3 separate regions of the Mus musculus genome follow, and regions 1 and 2 are each linked to region 3. Evidence: chromatin contacts called from public Hi-C and HiChIP or PLAC-seq data. All regions are on one chromosome and are shown on one strand. The core of a region is the stretch at or near the end of the contact, and the rest is flanking DNA. Distances in the headings are between cores, read along the strand shown.

Region 1 (3,550 bases), core at 410-2,909, 94 kb after region 3:
AGGAATCGTTCTACTTCAAGACTCAACTATACCATTCTGAGGCATATCCCCAAAAGATGCTTCTGGGGGAAGTTGTGTGAGTTCTTCCCTTCTGTCTTGCAATTCTTACATTCCCAGGTCTGGTTACATTAGGGCAGAGCCAGCAGCCAGCAGCCCTCATCCTCAGGCTGCTGGTGTTGAATGTGAGGTTGCCCAGCTCTGACTGCGGGGAGTCCTTTCCAAAGCTGAGTGAGGACAAATCAATAACTGGCTGCACGGCTCTCCATAACACACAGGAAGATGTGACATACATCGTGGGAGAAAAACAAAAAAATCATTGATGGAAAAATTGATCTTACTAGGGAGATTCATCTGTGCTGACATTTGAAATGGACCTGAAACATGGGCTGAATATTGACATTGAAAAAAGGGTGTCAGGCTGGAGAGATGGCTCAGTAGTTAAGAGCACTGGTTGCTCTTCCAGAAGTCCTGAGTTCATTTCCCAGCAACCACATGGCGGCTCATTAATGTCTGCAACTCCAGTTCCAGGGAATGTGACGCCCTCAAACACTAATGCACCTAAAATAAAAATAAATAATTTAAAAAAGGGTGTCACTGGTATTTTTATGGTATGGTGTGTGTGTACACATGTGCACATACATGCGGAGAAGTCAGGCTCCTCTTCAGTCACTCTAGACCTTATTTTCGAAACAGTTTCTCTCACCGAGCCTGGCTCACACTGATTTGGCTAGACTGGCTGGCTTTCTGTCTCCCAAGAAGTGCCATCTCTGCCCTTTCCGAGCTGGCGTGACATTGAAATGAATGTTGGAGATCGGAATGCAGGTCCTTCTGTTTGTACAACAAATCTTTAACAATTGAACCATCTCCCCAGCCTCTGTGTTACGGTGGTATTTCTAGTTCCGGTTGCGTCTATATCTAACCAGTCCTGGCACTTTTGCAGGGCTGGTCTTAGCTGGCTCTCCCGCTCACTGGAACGTCCTGACTATATTTCAGCAGGCGAGCTTTCACCTACTTACAGCTTATGTAGCCTACCTGGGCTATAAGGTAGGCAGTGGCCCTGTCTGGCCAATAAGAAAAACATAATTGCACAGTGATTGGTAATTGATTCTTGGGTAAGCTTGTGCTTCAGTTTGGACTAGTTTGGGAGGCCTTTTTTTTTTTTTCTTTTTTATTCTTTTTTAATTAATGAATTTACTTTAAAAAGAAGAAGAAGAAGAAGTATATGGGGCAGGGCCTCTTCTTTCTGCTGGGCTCTCATCCTGAGGCTTCCTGGGACCTGTCCACAGAGCAACATGTCTAGGAGTACAGCTATCCTTCTATCCTTCATTTGAGCAATCGGAGCCATCAGAAGTGAAACTCTACTTTGAACACTTTAGGAGTGTGAGCCAGTGAGCTCACTTTTAAAGTCATCTTGCACTCTTCCCTAGCAAGGAAAAAAAATCGTACAGAAGTCTTCACTCATTTCCTTTAAGAAGCAGCTGTGGTAGGGGAAGCTGCAGCTATAAAGGGCGTTCCTAAGCTTTTCCACTAGCTGCCTTCCAGGCGAGCTTTTTAGCCCATGGCAACAAAGACCTTCGGACTTGACTCTTAAACTCTCCGGTCTGAGATTTTTTAAAACCATGGCTGACGTCTATGTACTGTGTACTTTTCCATGAATCAGAGAAGAAATATGCAGCCCTGGAGCCACAGAGCATCCAAACTGCCAATCTGTCCTTTGTGCCTCTCCAAGTCTTGTTTTCCATGTGTCACATGACAGCTGGATTTATTAACGGTTGGGTCAATAGATTATCAAGAAAAGATCTATTAACCAAGAAGTAAATTCATTTGTGAAAGAATTACACAGAGGCAGAAGTGTGTCTCTACAGTGTGTCTTCTGCTCCTCTAGGAAAACTCCTGGCTAAAGGCTGCTTCCGAAACTGTAAGAACATCATATCTTTCCCTGTGTGCTGCTATGTATGCCTCTGTTACTAAGAAGGTTTGCCCACGGTCTCTCTGAAGTTCAAACAGCTAGTCAAGGGAGTTTCTGACCCTATTTTAGAGGTGGACAATGAGGTAGACACTGATAGTCAGTATTCATCTATTTTCTCCTTGGTCCCCACAGTCAGACAGACAGATGCAGGTACGGAGTGTTTCCAGGTCAAACTTGAGGCTCTCCTAGGTGTTTGCTCTGGACTCTGCTTAGCTGTGGATGTCCTTGTAATATGGTTCTGGCTATTGTAAAGTGTGGAAATCTTCTGAGGAGTCCTGGAAAGCGGTGCTTTCTAGATATGAAACCTGGCATTTGTGGCTTCTTCCTATCTGGGACATGCGTGTGAGGCTAGCGACAAAGACACCATGTTGTAGCCTTGAGGTAACCACAAAGAAGAAAGACACATGTGAAGGATAGTGGGGCAGGAAAAAACAAAACAAAACCCAAAACAGAAACGATTGAGCAGCTAGCTAATTAATCCAGTAGGGGCAGGGTTCTGTTAGACAACCAAATGTGACCCCCAACTGATTCTGAGAACCTGGGCTGGAAGTTGAGGGTCTTGCTCACACTTCCACCAGAAGTGAGTCTTGGTGTTGCAGAAGATGCAGAATACACCCAGAGAGCACATCCCAGTTTGGTGTTGGGGAGACAGCTGCATGAAGAAACGTTCACAGCATCCTTGAGGTTGTCGTGGGAAGCTGTGGGAGCGACAAGAGGCAAAGCAGAAGTGGAGATGAAGTTGGGTGGACAGAAAGGAAAGCTGAGAAAGGAGATTCTAGCTGGACAAGAGGAGTGGAGAGAGGTAGCATGGAGGAGCCGGGGCCTACAAGCCGGCATGGTGGGGACATGGAGCAGAAGGCAGGCAGGCATGTGAAGGCGGCTGCAGAGACGGCTCATTCAGCCATCGCTACAGAATTAGCCGCCGTCAAAACCAAGTGGCTTAACTCCAGTTAATATCACTTCCCAGAATTCTACAGTTTGAGTTGGATGCAGCTGGATGGTTCTGCTTATAGAGTGTCAGTTGGGGTCTCAACACTCACAAACAAAACAACAAAACAAAACAAAATAAAAAAGACTTCTTTACTTGGCTATCTGGTGCCTCCATTCGACTGCCTAGGCCTCCCTCTCTCCCTTTAGCTTGGGTTTCTGCGTAGCATGGTGACCTCCATATGGTTGGACTTCTTTCCACGTGCAGGCTTCCAGGTGAGAGTCGAAGGTATTGCCAGTGCACTAAATGTGTGGACCCAGAAGTACCAGAGCATTGTTTCATTGTAAGCTCCATCTTAAAAGCATTTTGTTGCTCAAAGCACATCTCAAGGCCTGCCTGGTTAATGCAGAAAGTATCTTCTACTTCTGGTGGGAGAGAGGTGGGTTAGCAGTGGACTTCTTAGACTACCTGTGCAGCGGCCAGGAAGGGCAAAGATGAAGGATGACCAGTCTGTTTCTCTGGGAGGTTGATCTATCTGTGCGTCATACCCTGAGTTTCTGCTTCATGGCTGAAATTGGAGAGGAGAGTTCCTTTCAGACCCCTGACTCATCATAAGGAGCTCAGAGCAGAGTGGCTGGGTAAGGACCGGGCTT
Region 2 (3,645 bases), core at 993-3,492, 120 kb after region 3:
CACACACGCGCGCGCACGTTCACGCATACACACACGCACACACACACACACACACACACATTTTAAGAATCCATTTGTCTCCTGGACTGTACTGAGATGTACAGGTTGCGTAGGCTGCAGCCCTTTAGGGCCTTCTGCTGCATCATCACACATCTCAAGTCCTCATGGAACAAGAGAGCAGACCTAACGCAGCAGTGATCACGGGAATTGTCTGTTAAAGGTTCTCGTGAAGTCCCTTGTTAACGTCCTTTTTAACACCTCCTTCTTTTGTCTGTTTTTTTTTTTTTTTTTTTTTTTTTTTTTTGAGAGAGAGAGTCTTACTCTGTAGCCAAGACTGGCCTCAGACTTATTATGTCACTCTGCCTGGCCTTGAACTCAGAATCTTTCCGCTTCAGCCTCAGGTTTCAGCTCTAATGGCTGCCTGGACGCTGTTGCACTAGGCATTAAGTTCCCAGGACATGAATGTTGTGGGCATATTGCAACCACAGTGCCATCCCCGTCCCAAGTATAGCCCCTTCTCCACCCTCAATGGACCGGATAATCTGGACAGAAAGGAGAAAGCCAGAACGTGAGGCATGGCAGGGGAGAGACATCACAGAGCATGCCCAAGGCAGGTGGGGACTCCCACTGCACATTCATTCCCATGGAGGCCCGGAGCCTAAATTAAAGGTAGGAACGTAGAAGTCATTGTAAACTTCACTGCTTATGTGCTTTCAGAGGCGAGGGAGAAACACCCCCCCCCCACACACACACACACACTCCCCCAGAAGATTCAGGCTGGAAAAGACAGTCTTTGAAGCAACTCAGGGGTTTCTCAGCTGGGGCTTGTCACTTTGAAGTTCCCAACTCACTCTCATGAGGAACTGGGAGGCTCTGGGCGCTTGAAGCCAAAGTTCCATGGAACAGAAAGAGCTAAGCGCCTCCTGGCAGGAAGGGCTTAGTAACTTTAGTCAAGCAGGAGGGAGTATGGGCTGGGCTTCAGCTAAAGGGTTCGATTTCCTCCATCCTTACAGAACGGGGAGGGAGATGGGATGAAGCTTCGGACAAACAAGAGGAACAGCCTTGAGAGGAGGTGGGGTCGCCATGGAGGGTTTCAAATCCACAAAGGCCGTTCTGCTGAGGGGAAGATGAGGGGCACTGGCCTAGAGAACAGGCCCCCAGAGAGCCTAGGCTCGTGGTTTTAATTACCCAGTTAGTCATCGGTTTACTGTCATCCAAGTTTAATAAGCCTGTGACCTGTGAGAGAGAGGAAAAAAAAATTACCCAAGTGTAGCAGCCTCGAGATAGGATTCTCCAAGGCTACCAGATCTGAATAACTCGGGGTTAGGGACCCCCATCTTTTCTGTCTTTGGAACTGTGGTCTCAAGGGCAGGACCTCAGGCACTAGCTCGTCCAGCTAAGCTAGAAAATGTTTTAAGAGCCAACAGTTTATAAACGGCTCAGGGAGGGGCTTCAGAGCACAGAGCCTCTGAAGGCAGAGCCCAGAGGTTTAAGCTCCGAAAGGGGGTAGAATGGGGTGGGATGGGGGGAGGGGGGGCTGGGACCCTGATGGCCACTGGATTGTCACCCAGTTTTACTCAGGAAGCAACAGGGTCCTCATGGCCCCTGCAGTCCCTGCCAGTGCCCTGAGAGGAATGAGGGTGTTGGCTTGGCACCCTCCAGGGTAGAACTAGGCAGGGTTTTGTGCCCCCTCCCTCCGCCGACCTTGGAGCAAAGCCTGAGTTCGTGTGCCCAGCCCCAGCTTCCACGTTGAGAAACCTGATATTTCTGACTGGAACACTCCACTCTTTGTGCTTCTCGCCACAGGGGTGTCCTGCTCCTGGCTAGCTCTGCTAGCTCAGCTCAGCCTCCTGGCTTCAGTGTCCCTCCTGAGCACCTGATGGCTCCTGGTTTGCTGTGACTCACTGCTATTATAGCTGTCTGGGGCTTTTATTTCCAGTACTTCACTGTAGCTGCCCGTGACCCAGCTCCCGAGGCGGGACTTTCCACGTCGAGGGTGCCAGGCCAGCAGAGAGGAGACCACCAGTCCATCTGTCAGTATCTGAATAATTTCACACACACACACACACACACACACACACACACACACACACACACACACATCTCTCAGCCACCTAGGCTGTTTTTGGTTCCGTGAGCAGTGCAAGCCAAAGGCCCCGGCCAGGCTGTTGGGTTTTTACCTTACCCTGCGGAACCTCTTGTCACCTGCGCATGCCAGGAGTTCACCACACCGGTTCCTCTCTGAGGCCACCTTAGCAGCGGCTTCCTGTATCTACAGCCAACTTCCTGTTGCGTTCACATAATGTTTGCCTGAGTTCTTAAGGTTTCAGTTCAGTAAAATGTAAGAGCAAACTGGGACTGGATGCACCTTGGAGACCGAACTAGGGACAGCTTGGGCTCAATAGGGAGAGCCTGTTCTGAAACAAAACAAAACCCCAACAAACCCCTAATCAACCAATTAAACAACCAAGAGTGCTCCAGAGGACACAGTATACTTAAGTCGCCCAAGGTGAGGTCCATCTAACAGGAACCCCACCCACTCCCCCCAAAAAACCCATCAACGACAAAGAAACCCAAGGTCAATTAAACTCAGGAAACTACATACTCTAACCCATTTTTTGGTGACTTAAAACATACTTATATATTAAGGGTCTAAGAAGTCCTATTGCAAATCCTGTTCTCCTATAGAACCCACCTTTTCCTAAACCCAGCACGATTCTGACCACGACTCTTTTCATTTAATACCTATTTATAACCTCAAAGGCCTAGTTAATGTCTTTTGGACTGTATTTTAGGAAATTATCTAGCAGTCGTTTTTAAGTGCCAGTTCATTCTCTGGTCCATTGGTGAGTGGGATTGGATATGTACTTGGTACAGCGTTTTGAAGCTCTTTGTGGGTCAGATACCCCTTGCTGTCCGCCTTTCTTGCTTTTTGTTAGATGCAGGCGTGGACTGTTGAGTCCCTCCCTGTTTTTCCTCCACCTCCATCCCCCACCCCCAGTTCCTGGAGAGAGTCCACTTTTGGTTTTTGTGGGTCTGGGCACATTTGGAGTTGGCAGAAGCAACCAGAGGGCTTCGGTTTGTGGCTTCATCTATTTTAGAGGAGAAAAAGGGGGGTGTGGTTCAACTGGTCCCTTGGGAGTGCTGGGGAAGCTACTGGGTTTGTTTGTTTGTTTTGTTTTTGTTTGTTTGTTTGTTTGTTGTTGTGGTTGTTGTTGTTTTAAACAGCTTTAGCTTCTCAGAATGGAAAGGAAGAACACAGGCTCTAGCCTTAGAGAAACGTTTACATGGTACCTCGCCAAGGCACCTCTCCAGAATAAGGCTACAGCAGCGGGGAGGCCCCCAATGAACCGAATTTGCAGCTCAGAGTCACTTAATTCTGCATCCCTTGTTGGCTCAAAACAGAAAACGCCCATGGGAACTGGCAAATGTGACCAAAGAGGCAGCGTGTGTTTTATGAAAACAAGGGGTGGCTCCCGGGGCAGCGGCCTGGGGCAGTGGCTGGGGCTGGGGTGGACCTCAGGCCAGGAGCCCGTGAAGCTCCGCTGCCGGCCAGGAGCCCTGATGCAGCGGGGCAGTCAGGATCGCCCAGCAGCTGCCGGTCCCCGTGGGGCGCAGGTGCAGTCTGGCTTTGCATCCTGGAGC
Region 3 (3,582 bases), core at 497-2,996:
TACTACAAGTCTAGCACAAGAAGAAAGATCATCCTAAATATGAGATCAGTCTGCTCTGTATCAAGTTCCAAGCCACACTCCTTTAGTTCTGGTACTTGGGAGGCAGAGGTAGGCCCATCTCTTGAGTTTGAGGCCAACATGGTCTACAGAGAGATTTCTAGGACAGCCAAGGCTACACAGGCAAACTCTGTTTCAAACAACAACAACAATGAAACAACAACAACAACAACGAAACAACAACAACAACAACAAACAACAACAACAACAACAACAACAATGAAGCAAGTTCCAGGTCAGCAGATTAAGGCACATGGATCAACAACAACAACAACAACAACAATGAAGCAAGTTCCAGGTCAGCAGATTAAGGCACATGGATCAAGTCTGGGGATTTAAGTTGGATCTTACCCCTGACCCCTCATCTCACAGCAAAACTGACTCCCCCCCAGGTTGTCTTCTGACATTCACTTGAGAGCCCCAAGTTGTACCTGTTTGTTGTTTCCACCTACACAGACACACACACACACACACATACATACATACATGATAAATAGATAGATAAATGGAGTTTTAAAAATTAGCTCCAAACTTAAAATTTACCTTCATGGCAAAACTCGACGGCATCATGTTCTTAGGCCACTCAAATTCTGTTGTATGAATACGTATACCAGACTCAAGTAACAGTGTAGCTTTAAAATCAGGTCTGTTCAAGAGAAAGCCAAATTTTTCTTTAGGGAATTTGCCAAAACTTATTCTCTGAATTTAAAAAAACAAAACCTAAAATGCAGGATATATATATATATATATATATCATAATTTACCAAAAACAATCTTATAAAATATTCTTACTTTTGAAGCCGAATAAGATATGTCTTGTTATCCACATCATAAACGTTGTTTACTCTCATTCCTAGCAAGCTGAAAAAAAAAGAAACATATAACAAATCATTGTTCTTGGTTGAAGCAAAACTTTCCATCATTTATTGGTGTTGTGGAAAAGGAACTCTTCCGCTAAGATACCTCCACCGCCTATAAAGGTATCCTCAAATTAAATGTAGACTTTTAAGCACAAAAGTGGCCTGTTGATCTCAGTAACACCAGACTACTAGTGCTGGGGTGGGGTGGGGGGTGTAAATACAGTAAAATTAAGTCTAAATGACTTATTCGGAGCGGAGGAAGTAGCCGAGTCCCCGAAAATGCGACAAAGCTCACACAGCTGAATAGGCGACAAGTCCAGGACACAGGTCCAAATCTGCCCATTTCAGCTGGAAGGCCCTGCTACTTCTCTTTGGGAAGAAGGACGGGAATTCTGAAGAAGCCAGGCCGCCAGTCTGGAGCAAAGACGATCACTCCCGTTCTACCAAACGCTCGCTGCGGGACTCAGGCCACCCCGGCAAGACCTCTCGGAATCAGCGCCAGGGAGATGCAGCATCAGGCACGGTCCCCGGGGGGGGGGGGGGGGGGGGTGTCTCCCGGGGGCACCGGCCCCGGGCTCGGCCCCCAGGCCTAGAGAATCCCCGAGGCACCGGGACGACCGTGAGGCTCTCCGTCTCGCGACCACCCGGTGCCCGGCCTCCGCTCCCTCTGCTGTGAACGAGCCTGTCCACTCCCACCACCATACCTCGCATTCAGTTCCGCGAGCACTGCGCGGAGGTCAACCGTGCTGAACCGGCTCTTCATGGCTAGGCTGCGTGTCGCTACCGCAGTCCTTTCAGGGACTGAGCCGACGCAGGACCACTATGCTTCTGCGCATGAGCGCTTGGCTTGTGTCTACGGCAACCCAAATGACCCAATATTACTTATAGTGAAAGTGCGCTATTTAACCGAAGTTTGTTGTCAAATCATGATCAATTATTTTTTTCACTGTGTAAAAAAAACTCGACATAGAACTAACTACCTTCTCGAAACTGCGTCCTTTCCTTGAACAATGACCGGGTTAATCCCGTCCCCTTGTTTGGGGATTAAAATGGGTCTCCATTAGGATCCTGTAGGTCATTAACCATTAATCAGTTGCCCCAGGAAGGCGCTATCGCTCAGGATGGAAGAGCAAGGGGTCTTTCTAAACGCGAATTTGAGACTAGACAAAAACCAACGGTTGGTTTTCCCTGACTCTGACAAGCCGTAGAGATGGGTTCCTATTTTGCTGGGTACTACTCTCCGAAATAGGATTCTGCGGCATACTGTAGAATTCTCATTCAAGTTGAATGGGGTGGGGTTCTATATAGCCCGAGTTTCATAAATTCTTGGCACCTCAAATACTCAAAAATTCACTAAGTAAAGATGTCAGATAAAAATAAAGTAAGAGTTCCCATGGGAGAAGGAGAAAAAGTTCTCCTCCCACACCCCAGCGTTCTCTAAACTGCTTCAAGTTCTGCATGCTACCAATTCATACATAAATTATTCAGGGTTCAAATATACGATAGTTAATTCGTCTAAATTTTTCTTTTTAAAAGTTCTAATGTTAGTAATAAACAAATCTAAAACTAAGAACAAAAATCTACTAGTTTTGGACAGTGGAAGGTGTGTGTGTGTGGGGGGGTGGTTGTCATGGTCATTTTTGATACAGGGTCTTTCTATGTAGCCCAGGACACCTTAGAACTCTGAATTTTCTTGTCTCTGCCTTTTTGAGTGCTGAAATTACCAACACATTTAGAAACTGGAGGAATTTTAAAATCAGTGAAACATGTATTTAAAAGTTTAAAGTCATTAGCATTCACATCGCTATAAGTTCTTAGAATGGGTGACCAAAAAAGCAAAAGAAAGCAGGGAAAGTGTCAAATTTGTATATCTAAAAACATAAGGATTTTTGTAATTACTCTGCTTTTGAGACAGGGCATGCTATATAGTCAAGGTTAGTCTAAACTCACCCTATAAGCCAGGCTGTCCTCAGTCTCCCTCTGATTCCAGCCTCATTGGTATTGGAATTGCAGGTACATACTATCATGCCCAGATAGATCATAAACCTTTAATGTTGGCAAATGTGTTAATCTAGTTTCTATTGTTGTAACAAAATACCAACAGTTAAACAATGTACAAAGTTCACAGTTTTAGCAGCTGGAACTCTGAAACTGAGTAGCCACATCTATTTCAATCTAACAAGGGCAGCCCCCCTGCTACATTCCAGCATCTTGAGGGAAGCACATGGAAAGAGAGGGGGCAGTTCCGAGGTGAGACGGAAGCAGCAGGGGTGCACGCGCCAGGCTTCTTCTTATGATAGCTTCTTCATGAGTGAAACTGGTTTCTCTCAAGAACAATAGCATTTCTGATTTTTAAAGGCTTTCACCGCTACACCTGGCACCAAGCTTCCAGCACTCGAAAGGGATCTAAAACACAGCATTTTGTAGTAAGCATCAGTTTTTTATTCTATCCTAAATACAAGTAGAAGGCTAAATGTACAGCCAAAACATATACAGAGTCTTGGACATGGGGAAATTGATAGAAAATTGTAGGATATTTAAAATCAAAGTACAACCATGTTTCAGAAGAGAGCAACAGATCTGAATCTTTTTCAGCTCTTATCAGTCTTCCTCTGAGTCAAGTGTGGAGCTCTGGGGCTCATGGAGCTTCAGTGCTTCTGTAAAT

The links. Hi-C and Micro-C count contacts between places; a contact is called where the count stands out from the background. HiChIP or PLAC-seq counts read pairs in DNA pulled down with a chosen protein or histone mark.
Region 1: an H3K27ac HiChIP or PLAC-seq map of embryonic fibroblasts shows a contact between it and region 3, with 16 read pairs. The contact joins the enhancer-like site here to the promoter of Nemf in region 3. A contact is called at or near these places in 6 of 39 promoter capture datasets (the C10 cell line, HPC-7-derived erythroid cells, liver and 2 more), 2 of 15 datasets of contacts at CTCF or cohesin (the NIH/3T3 cell line and pro-B cells), 52 of 484 Hi-C or Micro-C datasets (the AtT-20 cell line, B cells, the Ba/F3 cell line and 40 more), 24 of 115 datasets of contacts at active chromatin or transcription factors (the 230-238 cell line, CD8 T cells, the HPC-7 cell line and 19 more) and 5 of 9 other capture datasets (adipose tissue, bone marrow-derived macrophages, liver and 2 more).
Region 2: a contact with region 3 is called in a Hi-C map of B cells, with 28 read pairs. The contact joins the promoter of 5830428M24Rik here to the promoter of Nemf in region 3. A contact is called at or near these places in 7 of 39 promoter capture datasets (the C10 cell line, the HPC-7 cell line, HPC-7-derived erythroid cells and 5 more), 1 of 15 datasets of contacts at CTCF or cohesin (pro-B cells), 15 of 484 Hi-C or Micro-C datasets (the AtT-20 cell line, B cells, CD4 T cells and 12 more), 14 of 115 datasets of contacts at active chromatin or transcription factors (CD8 T cells, the HPC-7 cell line, Th17 cells and 9 more) and 4 of 9 other capture datasets (adipose tissue, bone marrow-derived macrophages, liver and 1 more).

The regions. Positions count from the first base shown.
Region 1 is chr12:69,449,657-69,453,206 of GRCm38.p6, forward strand. No RefSeq gene overlaps it. Among named protein-coding and RNA genes, the nearest start is that of Gm40434, 10 kb to the right of the region's middle. Within about 2 kb of position 1,660, at least 88 of the 459 cell types and tissues checked have an H3K27ac peak or open chromatin away from gene starts, as enhancers often do. A contact at or near this core is called in the C2C12 cell line, the C3H10T1/2 cell line, the MNK3 cell line and 9 more, where this site is marked.
Region 2 is chr12:69,473,308-69,476,952 of GRCm38.p6, forward strand. It overlaps 5830428M24Rik (RIKEN cDNA 5830428M24 gene), which reads right to left and starts at 2,243. Exons shown (of 5, transcript NR_038060.1): 1 at 2,181-2,243; 2 at 1,189-1,236.
Region 3 is chr12:69,355,430-69,359,011 of GRCm38.p6, forward strand. Nemf (nuclear export mediator factor) reads right to left here and starts at 1,747. Exons shown (of 33, transcript NM_025441.3): 1 at 1,622-1,747; 2 at 850-918; 3 at 601-703. The coding sequence starts at 1,680.